Regions from separate parts of the Mus musculus genome. Here region 1 is linked to region 2. A link is a contact called in public HiChIP or PLAC-seq data. All regions are on one chromosome and are shown on one strand. Each heading gives the region's core, a stretch centred on a gene start, on an enhancer-like site or on the middle of the called end of the contact. The rest is flanking DNA. Distances are from core to core; before and after follow the strand shown.

Region 1 (7,121 bases), core at 1,992-4,491, 210 kb after region 2:
CTGGTTTCTCCTCCCTGATCTCTCACTAACCTCCCAGAGATTCCCTGACCCTTGCCCAAGACCAAGAGATGCCTGCCTCACGAGCAGGACTCTGATTGGCTGTGCCAGGCCTCCAGGCCTCGCCTGCTCAGACAAGGGAACACAGGAAGAAGGCAGACTCAGCCCCATCTTACACACAGGTGGGCACCTATGGGATCCTGGAAATTTTCAAATTTACCATCCTCTACAGAAGGACAAAGCTCTCACTGAGAGCACTCCCTGCTGGCTGTGAGCCTCTCCGTTTTGGGACCCTGGGCTGGATCTGGGGTCTTAAGGTCCCTGCAGAGCCAGATCTTCCCATCTCCAGGTCCTTCCTAAGCCTGACCTGTTCCACCCAGGAAGGAACCAAGCATGCATGGTGGGGGCCCCTCAGAACCCCTGACTGTGAAGTGTTCCTCCTTCCCCGACTCTTCCCGAGAGCTCCCTGAAGCCCTCTGTCACAGCAATGTGTACTCACAAAGCTCCCTGCCTCCCTCCCCGCTCAGGTCCTCTTACATAAGAGCACCTCTGGTTTCCCTGTGCCTGTGAAATGAGTGTCTGGGGAATCGGCTAAATGGAGCCGAGCTCAGCGGTGTTGACACAGCGTCACGTGGCCGAGCGTTTGCATAGTGGAGGAGCAGACAGAGGACTCTGAACCAGTCAGTGTGTCCTGCCCCAGCTCCTCCAGAACTCAACATTCTATCCCAGAGGATAGGCTGTGAGGGCCGTGTGCGGGATGCAGTATCTGACACCCGGGCACCTTTTAGGTGCAATCTCTCTTCCTTTAGCTTCAGATGGCTCCCCAGTATAGGAGGAAGGGTAAGGTATGACAAGACTGGGGCAGGAGATGAAGCATCAGGTAACTTGGCTGGTGGTGGAGGACGGCTTGCTTGCTTCCTTCACTGGCCAGTGCTGGGTGAGGCACCCAAAGTGCTTGCAGGGACGGGTCACTCTGCTGGGTACATCCTCAAGTGTTCTTGTTACCAGCTCCCTGAAGCATGCACCAGGGCCACTGCCAACTCTTGTGGAGAAGAGACCTGCAGAAAGAAGGCTAAGGCACTCAGGTGTGCATGGCAGCCTTCACGGCAGGGACACCGGTGCCCAGTGAATCTGGTTCTGCCGGCAGCCCAACAGAACCAAGCCAGGTGCTTCCAGAAGCCACTCACTCAGCTTTGGTAGGAAGAGAAACTTGGACAACCTTCTTTCCTGGAGCTTTAGAGAAGGCCGTGCGTGTTGAAGGATGTAGCCGGGTGACATCTAGCAGAGTCCCTTCTAGGGGCTATGTGCGCACACATGACCAGCACAAGCCAGCACACTCACAGTGACAGACACACACACGTTCCCTGCAGTCCGAGTCAGTGTGTCTTTGCCCTGGGGAGGCCATCCCTCCAGCTTCATCTTGGTAACCCTTCTCACAGCTCTTTCCCAGAAGCGCTGCTTTGTTTAGCTGGCCACTGAAATTAGGACAAGGGGACAAGTGTGGTCAGGTTTCCAATCAGGATACTTTTCCTTCTGTGTGTTTAAAATGGGACTCTGATGGAAACCGTAGGGCCCCACACAACAGGAAGCCACTCACTTCTCTCAACTCTGATGGGATGGGGCCATAGTTTGCTGGAGGTTCGAAAGACTGATCCCAAAAGGAGCCGTCTCCCAACTTCAAAAGGGTGAAAGCGCTGAGGCTGGGCAGTGAACCCCGACACCTTCCTCACGTTCGAAGCTTCTGGTTTTGACTTTGCCTTGGCTCTAAGATGAGCTTCTACAGTCAGCTAGTCTCCACTGCCTGGGACTCCTCATTTCTCTGCTGCTTGGAAAGAAAATAGGAAACAGTGGGCCCTACTTGGGGTGGGGCAATCTGCTGCTGGACGAGCGTTGACTCTCAGTTGGGGACAGCCTGTCTAAGCCCCTTGCTGGCTGTTGCTTTACAAAGTTATTGTTACCTATGTGCAGGCTGCTTTGCCTGGTGCCAGTGGAAGCCGGAAAGGGGGACTGGATCCCCTGGAAGTGGAGTTCAAGATGGCTGTAGGACACCATGTGGGCGCTGGGAATTAAAACTGTGCTCTCTGTAAGAACAGCCAATGCTCTTAACCACTGTGTTGGTTTTTCTGTAATGCACATGGCATGTATGTATATGGGTAGCTGGCATTTACTTCAATAATTATTACCTGCCAGCTACTTCATGAACAATTTATAAGTGATTTCTTTTAGTCATTATGGGACTTGGAGGTACAGGTTACGATAATACAGATAATTATGACAAAACCTGTCCCTAAGCACTCCTCTACACATTTACATACTTGAGCTGTCTATGCATGCTTGGGAGGTACACATTATTAAACCCATTTTCTAGATGAGGAAACTAAGGCTTTCAGGATGTAAGGATGACCGTCAAAATGCCCAGCTAGTAACGGTGAGACCTCTCCTTTCTGCTTCACTGCCTCTCAGGCCAGGCCACAGCCCTACTCTGAGCCCTGATGGGAGCTGGGAACAGTATGTGTCCGGGGCTTCTAATGGCCACAGAGTGACAGAGGAGACATGGACCATCTAAACCAGGCAGATGTATAAGACATAAGTAGATGAGAGCTTGCCATGGGCTGAGGAGGAAAGATGCAGGGCAACCGTTCAGAGGATGACATTTCTGCTTGGGTAATACAACTGTTTTGGAAATAGGATGGTGATGGTGGGACATTTGGGCAGAATTAATGTTATGGACTTAAAGATGTTCCAAACGGCAACTTTTATGTTGCATATATTTTAGCAATTTAAAACTGTGGCAGAAGAAGGCAGGTGTGACTTTAATCTCACCACTAGGGTGGTAGAGGCAGGTGGATCTCTGTGAGTTTGAGGCCAGCCTGGTCTAGAGTTACAGGAGAACAAGGATAAGTAGTCAGACCCTGTCTCAAAGAGGAAACCAAGTCGTTAGATACAGACACGGGACCAGCTCTCTAGAGACCCTCCTGCCACTGTCCGTGGCTGAGATCTCTCAGTCCGTGGTCTGTTTCCAGCACAGAATCAGTGGATGGAGCAGCTGTCTCTCTTCCTATGTCCTAGTGCCACACGGTTCCTCTACAAGCCACTGTGAGCTGTGTTCCTCCAGCAGGCCTGAGCCTGGCGTGCAGCGGGCACACTGCCCTCACCCAAAGTCAGCCCCCTTCATGTGTACTGCAGCCTGCTGCAGGCATAGATGTCACCAGTTTCCGTGGTTTCCAGAGCCGTGGACACCAACAGGAAGCTGTGGCGGCAGCAGCAGCTTGTGTAATTAGCATGGAATGTTCTGAGGCAGGCAAGAGCATGTGGGGTAGAGACAAGTTCTCAAACACACTTTCTGTGAAAATAGTTGGTTTTTTTTCCTCTTTTCACCCTTCTCAGGAGACGGAAATAACAAACCGAAGAGGAACCAATCATCCTGCACAACTCCCCATGCACAATGCGGGCCTGCGGCAGGTGCGTGGGCTCATATCTGCGCATGCTCTCTGTGGCAGGTGCGTGGACTCATATCTGCGCATGCTCTCTGCGGCAGGTGCGTGGGCTCACACCTGGGCATGCTCCCTGTGCCCATCATCACTCAGGCAGCTCGTCCCAGAGACACAAGGTGTGTCATCACAGAGACTGCCACCACAAAGCCGTCCAACTGGGGTCCACACTGTCAGCCCAGGTGCGGTGGTTCTGCCTTGGTGAGACACACTGCTGGCAAGAGTCAATCGCCATCCTCTTTCCCAGGCCACTAAGCCAAGCCACAGCCAGATGATGCACAACCCAGTGCCACAGCTGCACTTGAAATCTTCCTCAGTGTAAACGCTGCTTTTAGAAAAAGCTGCTTTTAAGTGTACCTCTGGTAAATATTTGAGATTTATTTCTTGCTGGGCATAAAAAATAGAGGAAAACAAGAGTGTAAGGCACAGGGATGGAAATTTTAGGAGGGCCTTAGATGGTACCTGTGAAAGACTCTCCTGACCTCCGCTGTTGTTCCCACCAAGTCACTGCTCTGGCAGTGAATGGGCACACTGTCCCGCCCTCATCGGTGGCCTTCTGATGGCCACAAGGATGATATTTACCCTGGACCTCCTGTCTACACACCCAGCACCGGGTCTTGTCTCCAGCGGTGTGACCTATGGGAATGGACGTAGTTGTAGCACACTGTTAGACAGTGTGATCTAGCCAAGAGGCAGGTGTCTGCTGTTCATCTGTCCTGACAGCAGTGACGCCACGCTCCCCACTTTCTGAAGACCCGATCCCAGGCCATGAGAAGCCGGGCCATCTGGCCATGCCCTGTCCACCCCAGGTTCCTCTGCTCCATCCACACTGACATTCCTGCTGATTCTGCATATGCCATTCTCACCAGGGCCTTAGCTGCTGTGCCCTCTTTCCTCACCATCCACACAGCTACCTTCTAATCAAACCACAGCCCAGAGGCCAATTCCTTAGTGAAGTCTGCAAGGGCCCCATAAGCCACTCTGACCCACTGAGTTGTCATACCGTTGGGGATAGAAATGGTGTCTTTACATACCTGAATCCCCACTGCCTGGCCCCGTGCCTGGCACAAGGCAGGGGCCCAGCCCACGCTTACTGAAGTGAAGTAGTCCAGACAGATGCACTTTCACCAGCAAACAGCAAGGGCTGAACTTGACTTTCCGAGAAAGGTCTCTACTGTGTCCACACAGCCAGGACTCCTGCCAGCATCGGTAAGGAGCTGGCACAGCACCAGGAGCACCCACAACACAGCACATGGCCGAGAGGTCGTGACTAGGAAGCAGCATGCTATCTTCAAAGTCTGTTGGGCCACTGCCAGAGACACACAGGCCTGGCCACACACTGCCACACTGTACATCCTCTGGCTAATCAATTCACAGTGCAGAAATAACAATGGGCCCCACAGTGCCTTCATTAACCTCCTAGATCACATGGGAAAACACAGACTGATGAGCACCTCAGGGAACCGAGCAAAACATCCCCTGCTGCAAAGCCTGCCTGGCCCTTGGGTCATTTTTCTTTTCTCTTTTTGAGAAATGTATACAATTTCTATGTGCTTTAGGTAAACATTTAAAAACATTAATTAGTCCCAGAGACACTTTGTATACTATAGATTTAGTGTAATCTGAGTAAAGTATGGTGGTTAGAAATGAATCTCTGATTATCATGTTTCCTGAACAGAAATGAGAACAGCTGGCCCTGTACTAAGATAAATATATGAAATTGGAACACATCAGAAAGTATGTCCTGCATGCCTTATTTTTTCAACAGTTAGCAAAGAATTGATTTTTAAATTGTATGTGTTTAATGTTTACAGTGTGATGATTTATATATACATAAATGGTTAACAAAGATAAACAAATTAATTTTATGTGTTCATTTTTATTATGTGCGCACATGCGTGTGAACGCATATGCATGTAGAATATCTAATCTATACTCTTTATAGCAAAAACCCTTAATCTAACAGCGCTATTGCCTTCAACCCCCTTGGTGTCCATCAGATCTGAGACTTCCCCAGCCCTACATTTTCTTCCTACCCTGACCTCTATGGCCGTAGCTATCACCTTGCCTCCAGAATCATCTCTGTGTAGTAAACACCTAGCTTTTGCCTTTGAGATCCCGTGTACAAGCGAGATCAAGCTGTCTTCCTCCTGTGCCTGGGTTATACCACTTAGTAGAAGGCCCTCAGCTCACACACGTTGTGGCCATGGCAGAATATCCTCCTTATTACAGGGTGAAGGATCTTCCAGTGTACGTTTATCACATTTTCTGTATCCACACATCCACCCGTGGACACTCTGTATCTGGCCACAGTTGTCACTGCTGCAGTGAACGCGGACTGCACTGCAGGTTTCCTTACAGCACAGACTGCCTTCCTTTGCGCACGCACACGCGGGAGCACTTCTGCTTTCCATATTGACTCTGTAAGTCTACAGCCCCAACAGCAATGGACAAGGATTTTCTTTTCTCCACGCCTTACCCACGTTTCTCTCTTCTTTTTGATAACAATGTGACTGAGGCGGAAGACTTTCCAACTGTCTGGATTTTAAGCATCTGTAGACTGAAATGATCCCACTGGACAGGCTGCCTGATGGGAGGCAGGCATGGGGCAATGCTGTGGGAGCTAGGGAGAAGAGGGGGGCACAAGCCCTACGTGGGAAGGATATCAGACTGGGATACCAGGCTGGGCCTAGCCGCCACACTAAGTGGTTTTATTTGGGAGTAAAGGGAAGTGCAGAAACATTGTCACACCCAGGAGCCAGTATTGATAGTTTCTGGATCCTTCCGAGTTGCATAGGCCGACTCCTACAAGCTCAGAATCCAGGAGAGACCTAAGTAAGCTAAGACAAGAACTAAATTTAAAACAGCAACAACGATGCTTTTTGCCTTTTAGAATTATTGATTATTCTTGTGCTTCTCCCTTGACTCAAGGGGAAGAGGAAGAGGCCACATTTTGTGTGACCTTTAAAATCTATCACACAGCCAGCCAGAGAGGACTGTGGCTCAGGACTTGGGCAACTGAAACAAAAAAGTGGAAGAAACAGTAACATTCTCTCACGCAAGCAGTACAAATGGCGTCTTTGTACAGCACGGAATGAACCTGTCCAGGCTCCCCAAGAAGACAGGAGCTGACCCCAGACTACCTCGATTCTGGTGGCTGGACAGGCCTAACGTGCATGTACCTAAGGGTCCTACTCAGCCATGTGATCATATGTTCTAAATACTCACTGATCAAGTGAACCAAGACTAATATCCCTGCAAATTTACCTCCCACTGGTATTTACTTTCATACGTTAGTACATATATAACTATAGTATGCCAACTAGTCCCCTTTCTCAATGCTACGGCAAGTAACTGACAAGAAAGTACTTAAGGAAGGCTATTTGGTCACAGTCTGAAGTAGAGCCCGCAATGAGGAGGAAGGACTGAGCCCAGCATGAGCTGTGGCAGCAGGAGCATGGAGCTCTCACACACCAGAGGGGCAGAGAGCAGAGAGCGATGATCCTGACACCTGACCCATTCACATCTTTTTTCCTCTACCTATTCAGTCGGATCCATAGACCAGCACTGCACACACTCCCTAACCCTCCCTGGATGCCTTTACAGGGGCTGTTTCCTAACCTAACCAAGGTG
Region 2 (6,262 bases), core at 28-2,527:
AGCCCTTGCTGAGGAGTGGGGGTGGGGGGTGAGCATGGCTCTCTTGGCAATGGTTCTTGGGGTCTCTTCCCTCACAGCTTCTCATTGTAGCCTGTGGCACAGCTGACATCATAACATGCCCCTAATGAGTTCCCTTCGTTTGCTTCTCTCATGGCTTCATCCCGTTGTTGAGATGATTAGAGGTGGCTTCTCTTCCCTTCCAGGAACACCCAAGGAAGGGAAATGGTTGTAGAATTTGGGAATACAGAGCTCTTAGTGTTTGTACAAATTTATCCGTCTCTTTGTTAACCGCCTTGGTGTCACGGGAAGAGAGGTGAGGCTTCCTAGCTGCACATCACACTAACAATGTCTGCTTTTGCATCCTACCCTGGAACCTCCTGGCATCAGTGTTGGTCTAGAACGTGAGGGACAAATGGGACGTTATTTTTTTCTAAGCAGCCATCTGCCTCCAGACCTGCTGGCTGAATTCATCCCCTCTTGGCTGATTTCAAGAGTCACCTTCATAATCAAAGAACATTCTTCTGTGTTGTTGGACTTCATTATTTTACCCCATTGATCCGTTTCTTTGTTTTGGCATCATTTGCTCTGGGAAGATTTATGAAGTCAAAGCAAACATAACTGATTTGATTAGCCAGTGCCTCTGTGAGGCTTTACAAAAGGAAACCCACCTGATGCTGGGAATGTGGCTGGAGCTGGTGAGGGGCAGGGTAGCTTGTTGCAGTGGGGGAGGGGGGGAAGGGCAACTACTGGCCACTGTGTAGTGATCCTCACCTGTCTCCCACAGTGGGAAGCCAAACACAATCATGTTGGATGGAGACAGAGGAGGCCATCTCGTTCTCCTGTTAGCCTCTTTCCTTCCCAGCTCTGAGACTGGACTTGAGAAATAGAGCGAGGACCTGCCGGCAGACCTTGGCTGGGAACACAGAAGCTCAGTCTGTAAGCGGTTCACTGAGCCATTTCTTGTAGGGAACCCAGTTTTGAACCTTTTCTCTCTCAGCTGATCAGTGACCTTTGCCCTAGCACCCCTCCCTCTGGTCTCTTCTTCCTCTAATTAACAGGACACATCTGGGCCGGGTTCTCTCCTCTCGTGTGTTGGAATCCCATGAAGTGCCACAGCACCTGATGTCCAGGTCTTTTCTACTCTGGCAGCATCTGAATTATTTTCCTGTCAGCCTACCAAATAAGCTACAACCAGATGGACAGATATTTACTGTGTCCTGTGGGTTTTCCCTTTCTCTTCCTGGAGCCACCAAACCACACCCATTCTTTAAAGACTACTAGTCCAAAGGTTAACGAAGTTTTCTAGATTCCAGAAAGATTGAATCAGTTGTCCAGTTTGCTATTCCTCTCCATGCCCACGTTAGTCAGCTTCCTGTCGCTATAACAAAATGATCCAAAACATTATATAAAAGAAATGGTTTGCTCGGCTCCCAGTTTTGAGTGTTCTAGTTCTGTGTGCTCAGCCCCCATTGCTTTGGGTCCATGCAAGATAACAGTTGGGGGCAAGCATGGCAGTGACATCAAAAGTTGGAGCAAAGTGGGAAAAGAACAGAGAAGCTCACAAATACGCTCTGTGGGAGACATGGGCCCATGGGCCATTGGGAGATCGTCAACAGCCAAGCTGTAACAGTGCTAAACCAGAAGACTCGTCTCTTTCCTTCGGATGCCCCGCTTCCTTGGAGACTCTATTTTTCATGTCTTTGCCTCATTTCTGGCTTTCCCTGGGTCTGTGCACTCTTTCTTACCAATGTTGTACCTTTCATAATCTCACAGCTGGACCCTCCATGGCCGCTGAGAGCTGAGCGGCCAGTAAAACACACAGTGCTTTCTAAATAACACAGGATGAATGAACAGATGGGAGATTTCTCCCTCCACTCTTACTACGTCTCGTGAATTGGGAGAGGGTGTAGCTCAAGGTTGCTGAAGGACTAACAACCTCACCAAAACAAGGCTATGGGTTTTGGAGCGACGGGGTTGGTGTTGGGAAGTGGAACATGCAGCCCTATTTTCAAAAGAAGAGGTGGGTATGCTCTGAAAACAATGTCAGGAGGGAATGCGGTATGTTTTAGACAGTTGTAGGCTTTACTGTTAGAAGATGTGTCAGGGTGTTTAGCATAGTTTTATGAAGGATGGGTGGTAATGCTGAAATTACTGCTTTCCTTACATCACGCAGTCCTCACAATGACTATGAAGAATTCGTCCTATTAGTAAAGTCATTCTATAGATATGACTAACATTCAGAAAGGTGAAATTGCCCCCAAACTGTGTAGCTCTCTAGCAGGGTTTGATCCTAGGCCTTCTCTTCCTGAAGGTGGTCATCAAACCTGTCACAAGGGCCTAACCCAAAGTTTAGGACACGCTGAGTGTTTCGTTTCACTCGCCCAGATTCTGTGTCAGCAATGCCACACACCTCAGACGGCACTAATGGGATTGTTCTGCCTGGAGCCAAGGGAGAACCAGTCCTGTGAGACTGTGAGAGCCGAGCAGCTAGTGTCTGGGACACCTGGCTCAGAAGGCTGGCTGAGCAAGCAGGGTTAGCGTCTGACTCCATTGCTTTCTGCCACCTTCTTGAGTGGACCACCTGTAAACTGTGGATAACAGCAGACACTTCATATTGCTGATGAGACGGGGTCATTGTGAACTTAGCAGGTCACGTGGAGACTGGTACTAGGGCCTGCTCAGCAAGCGTTGGTCTCATTGTCTCTGGCTGCAGATGTAAAAGGGTGTGTGTGTGACAACGGGGAGCTTGTTCAAACAGAGGCCTCCAAGAGAGCACCTAATGTTGTTCTTGAGGAATCTGACCTGGAGCTATTCAGCTTGGAATACATTTAAAGCTCGAAACCCTGGAGCAACAGGGGCCTCTGAGCCTAATATCAGACAGCTCCTTCTGAGACTGCCTGGGACCCATAAACTTTGTAGATTCCTCGTTTCCCTTGAGCACTAGCATGGATTGTTCTGTGTGATGTTTCACAAAACTGCAAAGGTCTGGAAGTCAATTATCTTGGGCCGAGCCTGGTGGCACAAGCCTTTAATGTCAGCACTGGGGAAGCAGAAGCAGGTAGATTCCTGTGAGATTGAGGTCAGCCTGCTCTACATACTGAGTTCCAGGACAGTGGCATGTAGAGAGATCCTGTCTCAAAAACACAAAATTAAAAACTCTCTATAGCCTTAGCCTTTGTAATTGTAATGTCTCCGGTTCAGTATGTTCCCTACAGGCCCAAGGGTTTGAACATTTGTTCTTCAGGTGGTGGTATTGATGTGTAAGGTTGTGGAACCTTGAAGAGGATGTGGGCCAATGAGGTGAGGTCTTCAGGGTTGTAGCCCAGCCTCCTGGTTCTAGCTCACTGCTTCCTGATGGCCGTCATGTTCAGAAGCCGCTATGTTAAAATCTACCCTGTATCTTCTCTACTGTGATAGACTGATGCATCCTTTGAACTGTGAGCCAGAGTTAAGCTGCTTCTGTTGGTTGGTATCAAGAACCAGCTTAAGAGACTCCCTCTGAACCCAGTGACATCACCCATGGGCTACTTGCTCTTCACCCCTACCACCCCCACCCCACCCCCAACACACACACACACACACACACACAATAAACCTCTGCCACATGGAACCACATTGGCCTGGAATAGTCTGTCCGGACTCAAGCCTCGATTCCAACACAACAGCTTCTACCAGATATTAGGGCACAGTGACAAGAAAGGTAACTAATAAAACAAAGCAAAGCAAAACAAAACAAAACAAAAAAACAAAACAAAACAAAACAAAACAAAACATAATGTTGAGTTCAAAGGACCAGACCTCAAACTCAGAGAAGCTCTCTTGGTGCTGTTAACTGCCATGTTTGACAGCTTTAGGAGTGTCCCAGCTCTCTGGTGGCCTCGCAGGACTAAGAGGTGCACACCCATTCTCCATGTGGACCAGTTGCCCTGTTCATACTCATTGAGAGCATCCCTCCCTCTGGATCCTCTCCCAGAATCCATCACCATATAACTGGAGGGAGGAACAGTACCTACATCTATACCCCCTCCACCTTGGTGAAGCCATCGTGAGCATGAACTTGCAGAACTATTAGCATACTCAAGACATCGGGGAGGGCTACGTGGGTGGCCCTTCTCCTGACACCAGTCAGCACCTATCTGGCAAAGAAAGACAAACAGACTGGACAAGCACATTTGGGGAGCTCTGGCAGGGCCTCACACAGCAGCTGCTGATCTCCACAGTGCTGCAGGCAGCCTCCCAGCCTCAGTAAACCCTCAGAGACACAACACACCCCCATGCCGTTCAGTGGCTCTGCGTTTACAGCTTCACACCCTTCTGCCAAACTTAATTATTGCAGTGACCCAAGATCACATTAAAAGCCGGTGATGTCCCACTTTATTCCTTCCATGAGTTAGAACTTGTTCCCTCTAGATGGCTTCCTTCTGCTCGCCATTCCCACGAAGGCTGGATTGTCCATATTAGTATGAGAATCTCAGGCACTGGGACCACCCCAAGCTTCCCTGCCTCCCAATTAAGTCATGTGAGGTCCCTGATCAGGGGAATCTGTGTACCACAGAAATAGCTCCTAAAAACAGAGTGGCAAGTACTATGGGGGAAAAAGCAAACCACTGAATTTTTCTCTTATTTTTGGAGCCACCTTTTTTTTCCCCTGAGCTCCAACCCTGTAGGAACAGGCTGACCCTGATTAGTCATACTCTCTCTGAGTCTCAATATTTAATCTGCAAAATGGGAAAGATCGCTGTGGGTGTTAAGAGTGGGGAATTCCATGAAAGTATCTGATAAACTGAACTATCATAAGAATGTGATTTCTTTCTGTTCCCTCAGCCTGGAATAATGACCAGCTTCAAGGCCCCAGAGGAGGAAGTGACAGATGCAGAGTCACCCCATAAGTTACGGCAGAACAAGGCCTAGAACCCAGGATTTTAAAAAATTGAATTCAGATTTCTTTCTGCTACCCCCAACCAATCAATCAGTCCATGTTCGCTGTGCTGGTATCTTGGCATCCAGTAAAGTGCTGAACAAGGTTCGTGCATTAATCTTGCAAAGCTACTTGTCCCTCCTGGAAAACATCATTTCTTCTAGGCAGAACTCATTTAAACCATGCAAAAGGCCACACCAGGGAAGGGAATGGCTTGGATACTTGACTAAATTTATGAAAATTACATACCCCACATTACCTAGGGGCTCTGGAAATTTCTGCAAAAACTGGAGCCCAGCCTTGGCCTCCTTCTGTGGCTTCCCCTGCCTACCCTCTCCCCTCCCCCACCCAGCCCCTCCCCTGAGCCCCACTGCCCTATTTGCTTCTTCCTCTCTCTGTTTTCTCCTTTTCCTGTCTGTCCCTCTTTCATTTCTCAGTGATTTAATGACTGTGTGCCCAAGTGTCAGCATTTAATTAGTGTCCAGAAAAATATTTATTTAGGATGAATGAATGAATGAATGAATGAATACATTTAGTCAATCCTCACAGTTTTGGGTTTTCGGGGACACGGGACCTGGTTTCAACTCCTAAGATGCTGAGTGATGTTTGCAGATATTGTGGGTGGAGAAAAATATGTGGGCATTGCCGTGAGACAAATATCCCTCAGGAACCTGGCTCTGTGTGGGTGTGGGCAAAGGGCACAGCTAGGCTGGGGCCCTGTTCCCTTGTGAGTATATTGAGGGTATTAATGTCTGCTCATGAGGCTGTCCAGCATAGAACAGGCATGGCGTATGATCATTCATGATTAGGAACAATCCGAGAAGCACACAGATCAAGAAAACAAAGGACTAAGGCTGAGCCTTCATGTCAAGTGACTTCTGTCTGAGCGAACAAGACACCTAAATCAATCCTGTGACATCCTCTGAGGCTCCCTTTTCTAAGTTCTGCCAAGCTTGCTCCCAGTCCAGACATGTCAGGGACAGGGGTGGGTGGCCAGACACACTTACTTTCCTGCTCTGCGTGGCTCAGAGATACTCTGCTAGTCTGAAATACCCACAGATTGGCCAAGAAGCTCCTGGCTGACGCGTGCTACTAAATCTCTCTACAACGCTGCCTTACAGAGCCTGTTCCCTCAGTCAAAGGAGATCTTCAGTAGGTACTTATTATATCTGTGTGTGTCTCTGTCTCGCACTGTCTGTCTCCCTCTCTCTCTGTGCAGGAATAACCTCGCGTGTACTGTGTGGAAACATCACCTGTCAATAACATTCTGATGCCCAATAAACGGAGGCAGGATTAGAAGGTGGGACATCCGGCAGAGAGAGAGAGAGAGGAACTCTGGAGTAA

The links. HiChIP or PLAC-seq counts read pairs in DNA pulled down with a chosen protein or histone mark.
Region 1: a contact with region 2 is called in a FOXA1 HiChIP or PLAC-seq map of pancreatic cancer cells. The contact joins two enhancer-like sites. A contact is called at or near these places in 4 of 484 Hi-C or Micro-C datasets (bone marrow-derived macrophages, cerebral cortex, myocytes and 1 more), 6 of 115 datasets of contacts at active chromatin or transcription factors (the NIH/3T3 cell line, VIP interneurons, embryonic fibroblasts and 3 more) and 1 of 9 other capture datasets (embryonic stem cells).

What each region holds. Positions count from the first base shown.
Region 1 is chr16:30,968,885-30,976,005 of GRCm38.p6, forward strand. The region is part of intron 3 of Xxylt1 (xyloside xylosyltransferase 1); the gene reads right to left. Gm15742 (a long non-coding RNA gene) reads right to left here. Exons shown (of 2, transcript XR_384807.2): 1 at 4,523-7,121; 2 at 1-1,055. Among named protein-coding and RNA genes, the nearest start is that of Gm15742, 4.0 kb to the right of the region's middle. Within about 2 kb of position 3,242, at least 129 of the 459 cell types and tissues checked have an H3K27ac peak or open chromatin away from gene starts, as enhancers often do. A contact at or near this core is called in pancreatic cancer cells, where this site is marked.
Region 2 is chr16:30,757,219-30,763,480 of GRCm38.p6, forward strand. No RefSeq gene overlaps it. Among named protein-coding and RNA genes, the nearest start is that of Gm33502, 33 kb to the right of the region's middle. Within about 2 kb of position 1,278, at least 11 of the 459 cell types and tissues checked have an H3K27ac peak or open chromatin away from gene starts, as enhancers often do. A contact at or near this core is called in pancreatic cancer cells, where this site is marked.